2 separate regions of the Zea mays genome follow, and region 1 is linked to region 2. A link is a contact called in public Hi-C data. All regions are on one chromosome and are shown on one strand. Each heading gives the region's core, a stretch centred on a gene start, on an enhancer-like site or on the middle of the called end of the contact. The rest is flanking DNA. Distances are from core to core; before and after follow the strand shown.

Region 1 (5,091 bases), core at 427-2,926, 840 kb after region 2:
GACGCAAGAGATGTCCAGCCCTGAGAACACTTCAAGCCGCGAAGGAGAGAAGAAGACGACGTCTAAGCATGGCGACAGTAATGGTGAAAGGACCCCAATTGACTGTCTCATATCCATTTTGGAGTTTGTCTGACGGTTGCATCTCTAAAACATAGAAACCATCGTCAACGCCTCTATTTTATCGAAACCACATCTCTCTTGTTCCATAATGACAATTCTTTGCCTTCCGGTGGCAGGGGTGACTGGGTGTGGCGCATAACGCACTGCCGTTGCGGGCCTGTGGGCTGTGGCGGCTGCAACACTAGTCGCGTCTCGCGTGTGCGGCTAGGGTTCAGCACTCCTCTATGTTCTCTCCTCTACAGCAGTCAGCGGTACAAGCGTACAGCCCAAGCGACCAAGCCCAATACTCCAAATCTCAAGCCCAATGCACACACGTAGCCATGGATGGTCGGATGGAGTGGAGTGGACTGTGGACCGATCACCGATGACCTGCAAACAGAATGGTTTTAACGGGGCGAGTAGATGGGTATCGGGGATGGGTATTGGTTGACCATGCCCGAACCTGCTATTTTCGACCGATAATGATTTTGTACTGTTTAGATCCCTGTGGGGATCAAATTAACCCCACATCAGTCTCCTAATGAAGACATTCACTACGAAGAATCGGGGATCGGATCATCATTGTCATCTCTAGTTTTTACCTGTCGTTTATGTTTGTCTTTGTCATTAAGTAAAAAAATATAAAATCATGACGTCAACCGTTTGCATGAATGGTATCAATATTATGTTTTATCTAAATTTTATATTTACAACATATGTTTGTATACTAGGGCTGTCGCTTCGGATTAAACCAGTTGTTTGAACTGCTACAACTATAATTTATAGAGACAAAAATACTGTAGCAGTAGAAGTCGATATGGATCAAAGTCACATGTGAAAGTTCTTGTGTACACTAGATCAAACATTGTTTAATGAAAGTAAACGTGAATCATTTATTAAGAAATAGGGTATAAATACACCCTATGGTATATACCATCATGTGTATCTTCCACTTAAAATACCGTGCAATGATGTTAGAGTTATATATATATGCTCTAAGGTAAACATTCTTAACCTTTAAAAGATACTAACAAGAGCATAAAATGATAATTAATGCTTCTGCATCTCAATATATCTTATAATTATGTAGCCACGAGCATACAACTAGTCTCTATCTCTACTATCTATTAAGGACCTAATATGGGCGCCGGGTGCTACCACAGCTTCACCCTCCCTACACCCGGTGCCCACAAAATATAGTGCAAAACTAGCACTCGAACCCACACCCCTCTGCTATATAAATTTAGGGCTAACCACTAAACCATACGTACCTTAGTGTTTACAAATAAACAAAAAATATATTTGTAGCCTAGATGTCGCTTCCCACGCTCCCCGTCTCGTGGCAAAAACAGTGTAGAACGAACACTCGAACCTACAATCCTCTGATCCACAAATTTAGGATTAACCACCAAACAATATGTATCTTATTGTTTCCAAATAAACAAAAATTATATTTATAGCCTAAGCGTTGCTCTCTATGCTCCTCTAACTCGTGGTAACGCACGAACACGTACCTGTATTTAAGAAAACCAAAACATTTTATAATTTTAAAAAGAACGCCCTCTCGAGCATTTCGGAGGGAAAAAGGAAAACGAGGCATAAAATTAGGAGTGGTCTTTGGGGAATTCTGTTCCGCAGAATCCGAGTCCAATAGCTCTCCTCCCCAGGGCTTTCAACTTCTCCAAACCCCATCTCGCCGCCGAGGCCGAGCGAGCAGAGCAGAACACCACGTCGGCGGCTTTTCCCTGTCTCTCCGCTGGATACTACACCCGCCGCCGCAGCGCCGATCCTGTCCGAGTCAAGCGGAGCGGGGGATCGGATTGGTTGCTTCCTTCCCTCCATCTCATGTTGGTGGTAAGCAGGCCTAGCTGGTTCGGGTAGATTTTCTTGTCTTCCCTAAGTTCTAAGCGGTGTTGTTGTTCCCCTGTCATACCCAAACACATCTTCGTTTGCGTTCGTCTAGTTGCTCCGCTCTGGAGTTGCGTGCTTCGTGCCCAGCTGGTAATCGTATGGCCCTTGCTGTTCTTGCTGCTGCTGTTGACTGTGCAGGATGGACTAGTTTCAACCTTAGGATCTCTTGCTACCTAATTCAGGTGCGGGTGCAGCTTAAGTCGCATAGATTTTGGGTTTTCAGCTGAAAATCACGTGTCCCATGCCAGTTGCGCCCGTGCGTGGGGTTTTAGCACGGTTCAATTGAGCTGTTTCAACAAAACCTTATTATTGCGCTCGTTTCTTGTACTTGCAGTTTTTTCTTCGTGCCTGTGTTTTCCGATTAGAGTTACTTTGTTCCACGTTTAGTTATACTTGATTATCCTGCGGACAACCTGATATTGTTTCCTTGCCACTGTCATCCCAATGTGCTGTTGATAAACGAACGACAATTTATCTTATCTAGTATAGGAAAAATCAAGTTGATTGCCACTAGCTTTGGATTATACTGGTTGCTTGTGACATTCATTATATTTTAGGTTAATTATTGCAAAAGTAGAGTGTCATGTACACGGTTAATTAGAAATATGTCACTAATTTTGAAAAGTTAGAAACTAGTTCATTTTCAAGCCACTCCATGGCATCAAAATGAACTAACCATCTAATTTTACAAAAGTAGAGTGGCATGCATACAATTAATCCTTATATTTATTTTATATCTATTTGTATAAAGAGCTCGCCGTGGATAGGAAGGGGTGGAAGTGTGCAATTCACGTGCCAGAACCTTGATTTATAGTTTCGCTTTTCCTCCTTAATCGTTTGACCTTTTCTTGTGCCCATTTAGACCTTGCTGGTTCTTGTGGGTTTTATCTCTTTTATGTGTTCCCCCGTTTCGTCGTTTTCGGTTCTCCTTTGCCTTTGTTTCCCCTTTTTTCTTTGGGGGTTGAGCTCTGAGGTTTTCATACGGGGTTTCATCTCTAGCCTACCCCAACGTGCTTGGGACAAAAAGCTTTGTTGTTGTTGTTGTATATCCTGCATATTTTTTGCTGACAATTTGGTAGAATTATAACAATTAGTCCAAAAATTGGATTACTCCTTTTGAAACATTAATGATTATTTATATCAGACAAGAGGGTACCACACAATCTAAAAGAAAGTTTTATAGGGCGACCTTTAGACCTGCTACTGCTATGTATGTTGTATGGTGCAAAATGTTGGCCTACACAAATGACAACATGTTTAACATATAAGTGTTATGGAAATGTGTATGTTGCATTGAATTTGTGGCCATATAAGAAGGGATCAACCTGGAACAATGATATACATGATAGGCTAGAAATAGCATCAATTAAAGAAAAGCTTGTCCAACACCGGTTGAGAATTGAGATGGTTTGAACATGTCCAACAGATTCCTCCAGAAGCACCAGTGCATAGTGGATCCTAAGGCGCAATAGCAATCGTAAGAGAGACAAGGGAAGACCGAAGTTGACATGGGAAGATACAGTAAAAGAAGACTTGAAAGGATGGAATATACCTAAAGATTTAGCCTTTAATATGAGTGCATGGAAGACAACTATCCATATGCCTAAACCTTGACTTGTGGTTTATGTTGGATTTCAATTCTAGCCTATACCAGCTTGTTTGGGACTAAAAGGCTTTGCTGGTGATCTGTATTAGATAAATTTGAGCCTATACTACTCATACTGACATTGTTATTAAAACGTCGTTTAAACGACAAAACGTGTTTAAAAGTTGGAACGTCCGAACGTTTTAGGTTTAGGGCGTAGAACGTCCGTTTCGAGTGTTTAAGCGTCCAAATAGCGTTTTAGGGCGTTTTAGACGTTCTACCCGTCCTGGGCCTTTCTTGGGCCTTTAGCATTTTCTAGGTCACTTTCCTAGGCACTGGCCAGCGCTGGATGCAGCGCCCTCACTCCCTTAGCCAGCCGCCGCTCTGCTCTCCTCTCTCCTCTCCTTAGCCACAGCCGGCCGCCGCTCTGCTCTCCTCTCTCCTCTCCTCAGCCACAGCCAGCCGCCGCTCTCCTCTCTCCTCTCCTCAGCTAGACAGCCAACCGCTGCTCTCTGGCGCCCACAGCAGCCCAGCCGCGCCCACAACAGCCCAGCCGGTAGCCGCTGCTCTCCTCAGCTAACAGACCACAGCAGACCGCCCTCGGCCCTCCACGAACTGTGGCACTGCGCCCACAGCAGACCATATTGGTGAGCACTGATTTTGTGCAACCATATTGCCCAACAATGAATCAATCATTCATGCTCAACCATATTGGTGAGTACTGATTGTGCAACCATATTGCTCATAGTGAATTTCAATGGCAACAAATAGTGAGGCAAATGACTCCTATGACCCACTCAAAGATCAATCACGAAGGCCAACGTCAAATGATCCAGGATGATCTTTTTATGCTATTTGGTTTGTGAACTCAACTTATGTATGAACTTATTCTATATTTGAATTTCTATGTCAAGTCTGAAAAGACGTTTCAACATTCGTTTAAACGTTTAAAAGTTAAAAAGTTGGTTCATAACGTTTTAACGTTTTACCGCTTTAATAACCATGCATACTGACTTAGATGTGTGTTGATGGACACAAAATGTGGTGGTTTCTCAAATTTTTAGCGGGGGCGATTGCAACACAAATCTGCTTGTTACTTAATATAATTTCTCCTTAGTCCTTACCCTGGAAATGTGATGAAAAGAGTACTAGAAACAAGATTCAATGTCAAAACTTTGATGCTCTGTGCTATACTGAACTCCCTGACTCCCTGTGAACTTTCTGAGGCCATCTGTCTTACAAGTTACAACTTCCACCCAATGCTTAACAAATCCTAGGTGGCATGCATACTTGAATCGTACTTGCGTTATTGCATGCATTTGGAATTTAAATTGGCCTCTTCTTTCAATATAGGACCATAAATGAGCTAGTGTGCTATGTATGTTCACTGTACCAAAGTGTGACCAGGCTGGTTTTTAGGTGGAAAAGAGTGGCATAACCCAAAATGTGGTGGCCTCTGTAGTATGCTTTTGCTTACGTATGTGCTACTTGTTGGG
Region 2 (5,045 bases), core at 1,173-3,672:
CTTAAATGGAACAAACTATACAGATTGGATCTGTAACATGAGAATTGTTCTCGGGGCTGAAAAAAGGAAGATGTTCTAGACACCCCACTGTTGCTCACTTGTTCTCAGATGCTGTAAATCAAGAACAAGGCAACACAATTGTCAATGGTTAAAGACCTATCACATCCGGGCTTTAAGGGACAAAGCCAGGTGCATCTCATATATGCGCCAAAGAAGACAACATATATAATAACAAAGTGTATAGAGATAAATGTCACAATAATCAGAGTACTTATTACATAGCGGGAGACTTACAAAAGTAAAATATAAATATAACAGGATCTAAAATCTATCCTTGGTGCCAGAAAGTCAACTAGGAGACGCCACCTAGATCGAATCGAACTCCTCGTTGTGGCTCCTCTTAAACCACCTGTTCTTCTCCTGTGGGGGGTGTGAGACAGCAAGGGTGAGCTCACACATGTTCATCGCTCAACAAGTTGTGGGGAATAATGTGGCATGAACTCACAAAAGGTGGGAGTTCATGTGATGTGTAAGGCTGATCAAAAATAGGGGTTAAAGCTGAGTATTGCTTTTTATAAGTAGGTCAAAATTTTATTAGCAGTTACTAAGTGTAAGTAAATACCAAACCATAATAAATAATAGAACAAAATTAATAACAAATCTCATGCAATGCAAATGACAAATTGAATTTAAGTTCCATAAATTAATCATGCAAGAGTTCTGAGCTACTCATGACCATGAGCTCGGCTAGTATACCAGTTTTACACTCTGCAGAGGTTGTACCCTGTACCCACAAGTCGTGTATCCCATGTCGCTAGTATTTGCAAGGCCCTTAGACACTACCGAGGTGAATGGCTAGGGATCCACTATGAGGCCTTTACAAAGTTCCACTAGCTTCCGAAAACCCGCTACAGTTTATGGGAAGAGCACTTGCAAGAATCCCCCGTCTGACCGCAATCGCAGCAAAATCAACCCGAGAACCTCCTTGCATGCAATCCCCTACTGCCCTTGCCCCTTTTGGGTAAGGTAGTCTTCCACTAGCTTTCCTAGTTAATTGGCCAAGGGCATCCCATTAAACCCTTGTGGTGGCACGTGTTTCTCAAGTTAAGCTCCATGTTCCAATTAAAATTTAATGATCTTGACATGAACATAAATAACATAACAGAATAATTGGAACATGGATATAATGAAATATTATCCCAAAACCATATATAAAGCAATAGCAAAACTACCCATGTGATATAGGGGTAAAGAAGGTAAAAAAAGGATAACAGACTAGGGTGACCTATTGGGTCCCATCAAAATTAAACCTATGCATTGAATAGTGGTAATAAAGAATATTATTGGGTAATAAAAGTGGATCAAGGGCACAACTTGCCTGGCACTTGAGATTCCAGTTACCAGGGTGATTCTTTAGATCCTCATGACCACACTGCTAGTTGTAGAAATACAAATAGACATGGTATAGACAAAATTAACATCACACCAAACATAAGAACAAACTGAATAATAATGATCTACGCGTCGCTACGAGATCGTGGGATCGAGAACTATTAAGATCGGAGTCGTGGTCATCAAGTTATGATTAACACGAGGTTCTATGTTTATTTTATAATTCCAGAGAAAAGATAACCTAAAGTAGTAATTAATTCAACTTTAATCTAAATTATAAATTGATCATAGATCATATTTTAGTAGATTATAATTGTAAGCGGATTAATAAGACTAACCAACATAAGTTAAATAAAGATCTAATTATAAAAGAATGAGAAATGGTATAATAAATGTTGTTATTGCGTAGTAGATATTTATACGAGACTAACGGAACTGGAACGAGTCAATTCGGAATTAAAACGAAGGAGTTATGAATTTCCGAAGGTTTCATGTATTTGGTACAAGATTAATTGAGTAATCAATTCTAGTATGGTTTTCATGTTAAAACAGTGTTACTATGTGATAAACAACATTATTACAAAATTATAGGAACTGGAATGGACTAATTTGGACTTAGTATGAATTTTCTAGGGATTAAACATGTTTTAATAATTATTTTCACATTAAAATCATTTCTGAAATGAATTCCTCTGCCTCTGATCTGCGCGCATGAAATCTGGAAAGCGCAAGGACTAACCCGCAAAGGTTCCTAAGACTCAGGCCGCAACCTAGGTGGACGGCGGGTTGATTCTATAATATTCCAGGGACACTTACGCAAAACGCCCAGCCGAAGGGGTATGGTTGCACCAGGTCCGTTGGATTAGAGCCCAACGGATTTAATTGGGAGTTTTAATAATCGCCAAGCGCCCGGGACTAGAGGATTTACGATCGACGGCTTGGATTAATTAGACGTCTGAGTCATGCACGATCGCATCGGGGCCGCCCATCTCGGGATCTACGGTTACCATCCCATTTCCTCCCGATCTAATTCTAGGCGTTGGATTGACATCCAACGGCTACCAACGATCCCCGCACTCATCTAATCATGACCGACCAACCCGAGGTCGACGGCCAGCACATCATCTTCCCCAATGGGTCTGCTCACCGACGCGTTCCTTGGATAGGCGCGGTCACCGACGACAGCGGAAGCGCTACCAGCCATCCCACTACCGACTGCCCTCACTATCGCTCTCTGGTCAACGCCGGAGTAATGGTGGCGCCGTGCCCCGCCACAACAAGCTGGCAATTTGATTCTACTACGGGTTATGCATGCATCAACAACGAAGAAACGTCGAGCAGGTACGAGGCGATTCCTTACCGACGAGCTACCCAACCGTGGAGGATCTCAACAGCGCGCGTCACGAGGCGGTGGAGGGATCCAGCGAATACGAGAATAGTCGTGGTGCCGTCCCCAGTGGCGGTGGAGTGATAGCGGAGTTGAGCTTCAAAGCACTGGTCGCATCCAATGGTTTTGCCGAACAACCAGACCGTCCGCGGGGAAATGGGACGACAGCGAGGTTGAGCTTCCTAGCGGTCGATCCTGCATGGGACAAAGTGGTGGCCCCCGCTTTCCTCCTTCCCCTGGGATAACTTAGATTTGGGCGGAGATGACTCGGTCGACATGACACAATAGCTCCACGATGCACATCCAAGGCTTAGATCGGCGGTGAAGGTGAACTACGATGGCAGCGGCATCTAGCAGTCCTGATGGCCAAGCACTGAACACAGGAGAGGCGAGCACCATCCTTTCTTGCCCACTCGCACTCTCCAGACAATCCATTCGGCAGCGGCGTCGAGGGGATGAGATTATCTCAGTGATTATTTTTTTATGGAGGCTCGGGGCAATCATACGGCTAGACTTTATTTCCCGGAGCCTAGGATTAATTCTAACAGACTTCACCCGATCCACCATGATTCTCGGCGATCCACCCAATTCTGTTGCAACGGCCTGATCCGAACCTCACAGATCCGAGCACTCGTGGGGAAGAAGGGATGACTACCGAGGGGGTCCCACACGACGGTGTCAGGCGCGAGGTTGTAAATGGGCCGGTCAAGGCCATTTTGGCCCAGTCGCAGAAGGAGGATGGGCAGGGACAAGATGGGCTGAACTGCATTCGGCCTAGGAACATGTTTCTTCTTTTCTATTTCCCATTTTCAGTTTTATTCCAAGTCTCAAATTCGTAAATCAAATTTGATTCAAAGTTCAAGGTTTGCAAGATTAAATGCAACATAAAATAACTCCCATATGATGTGCATAAATACATACATATGTTTAGTTTCGTTTATTTTATCCAAACATTTTAAGTATTCAATGCACACGCGTAAAATTATTTCCTTGAACGAATAGTCCGTTTAGGAATACGTTCATAGTTATTTAAAAGAGAAGATTTTATAGTGTATAATATTTATTAAGGCATTTCTTAAACTTAATTCTTTTGGGAGAATGTCTCTAGTCTCATTATTCAACAAGAGTTGATTTGAATTATATGAGGGTCTTTTATTTAATCTCTTATTATAAAATACTTAAATCCTGGAATACTATCTCTTAGTCTTAAGGTAGTTTTTTATACACATTTTGGGTGTTACAAGACCTTCGTCCTTCGAAGCATTATTTCCTTTTGGATATAATGATCTTCAGACGAAGGTGATGAAGGGAATACCTTCATCCTTGTAACATAAGAATATGAATAATTAAGCAATAGAGCATAAGGAAATAAAGATCACAATTATAAATCCATAATATATCCATATTTATATATTCTATGAATATGATAAAATATAGAATATGATAAAATATGAATAATATTCGTGTTACATTGATACCTTCGGCTTGGCAGAAGGTAAGGATGCAAGAACGACGCGAGAGTGATTACAATCCATCATGAACAGTATGAGGGTACTGTTCATCTATTTATAGGCACGGGACGCAGCCCGGGTACAATTACGTCCATGCCCTCGAACATTTGTTTGTAAGTAATTAAAACTAATAAGGTATATCTAGTACTTTTTCCTTCTTTGCTAGGTCTGGGCCGAAGCTATTGACTTTCGTCATCTTGCACTATCGCTAGAGCCCTTGAGCTTCGTTTTAAGGAGTTGAGCCGAGCTTTTGTATCATTTTGCCGAAGGTGTTTTTGCCTTGAGGACCTTCGGCGGAGAAGAAGACCCCATCAGTAGCCCTTCATGGTGCTAGATCGTTTTTCGTAACGAGCTCGATCCGCGAAAAACACGAAGGCTTCGGAATGCCGAAGGTTCGAAAAACACCTTCCCTTAGCTCGTTGCCGAGAAACGATTAAAATATTCCGTGCCTCGGGCGGTCCACCGCTCAGCCAGTGTAAGCGGTATGGTGGTTCGTCTTCTTCCCTTGCAGCACTATATAAACAGACAGGTTGGTGAGGAGTTACCACAACATTCATTGCCATCGCACGGTTGTGCTGTTAAAATTTTTAACCATAGCCGAAGCTTTCTGTATTGCATTTCCAAACAAGAGTTTTGTCACTTGAGATCAGCTTCGTCTTTAAAAAGTGTGAACACTGAAATGGCCAGAGTACAATCCACTGTTAGGGTGTCTCATGAGGGGGACGAGGCCGAAGCGACCGAAGCAACGCTAATAT

What was found. A called contact is a pair of places that touch in the nucleus more often than the background predicts.
Region 1: a Hi-C map of ear shows a contact between it and region 2, with 1.9 times the contacts expected there. The contact joins the promoter of LOC100281881 here to the enhancer-like site in region 2. A contact is called at or near these places in 4 of 25 Hi-C or Micro-C datasets (bundle sheath, ear, root tip and 1 more).

Annotation. Positions count from the first base shown.
Region 1 is chr1:120,792,891-120,797,981 of Zm-B73-REFERENCE-NAM-5.0, forward strand. It overlaps LOC100281881, which reads left to right and starts at 1,677. Exons shown (of 5, transcript NM_001408001.1): 1 at 1,677-1,953. The coding sequence starts at 1,945. All of the region lies in intron 2 of LOC103638248 (a long non-coding RNA gene), which reads right to left.
Region 2 is chr1:119,951,914-119,956,958 of Zm-B73-REFERENCE-NAM-5.0, forward strand. No RefSeq gene overlaps it. Among protein-coding and RNA genes, the nearest start is that of LOC100382157, 98 kb to the left of the region's middle. Within about 2 kb of position 2,423, at least 20 of the 20 cell types and tissues checked have an H3K27ac peak or open chromatin away from gene starts, as enhancers often do. A contact at or near this core is called in bundle sheath, ear, root tip and 1 more, where this site is marked.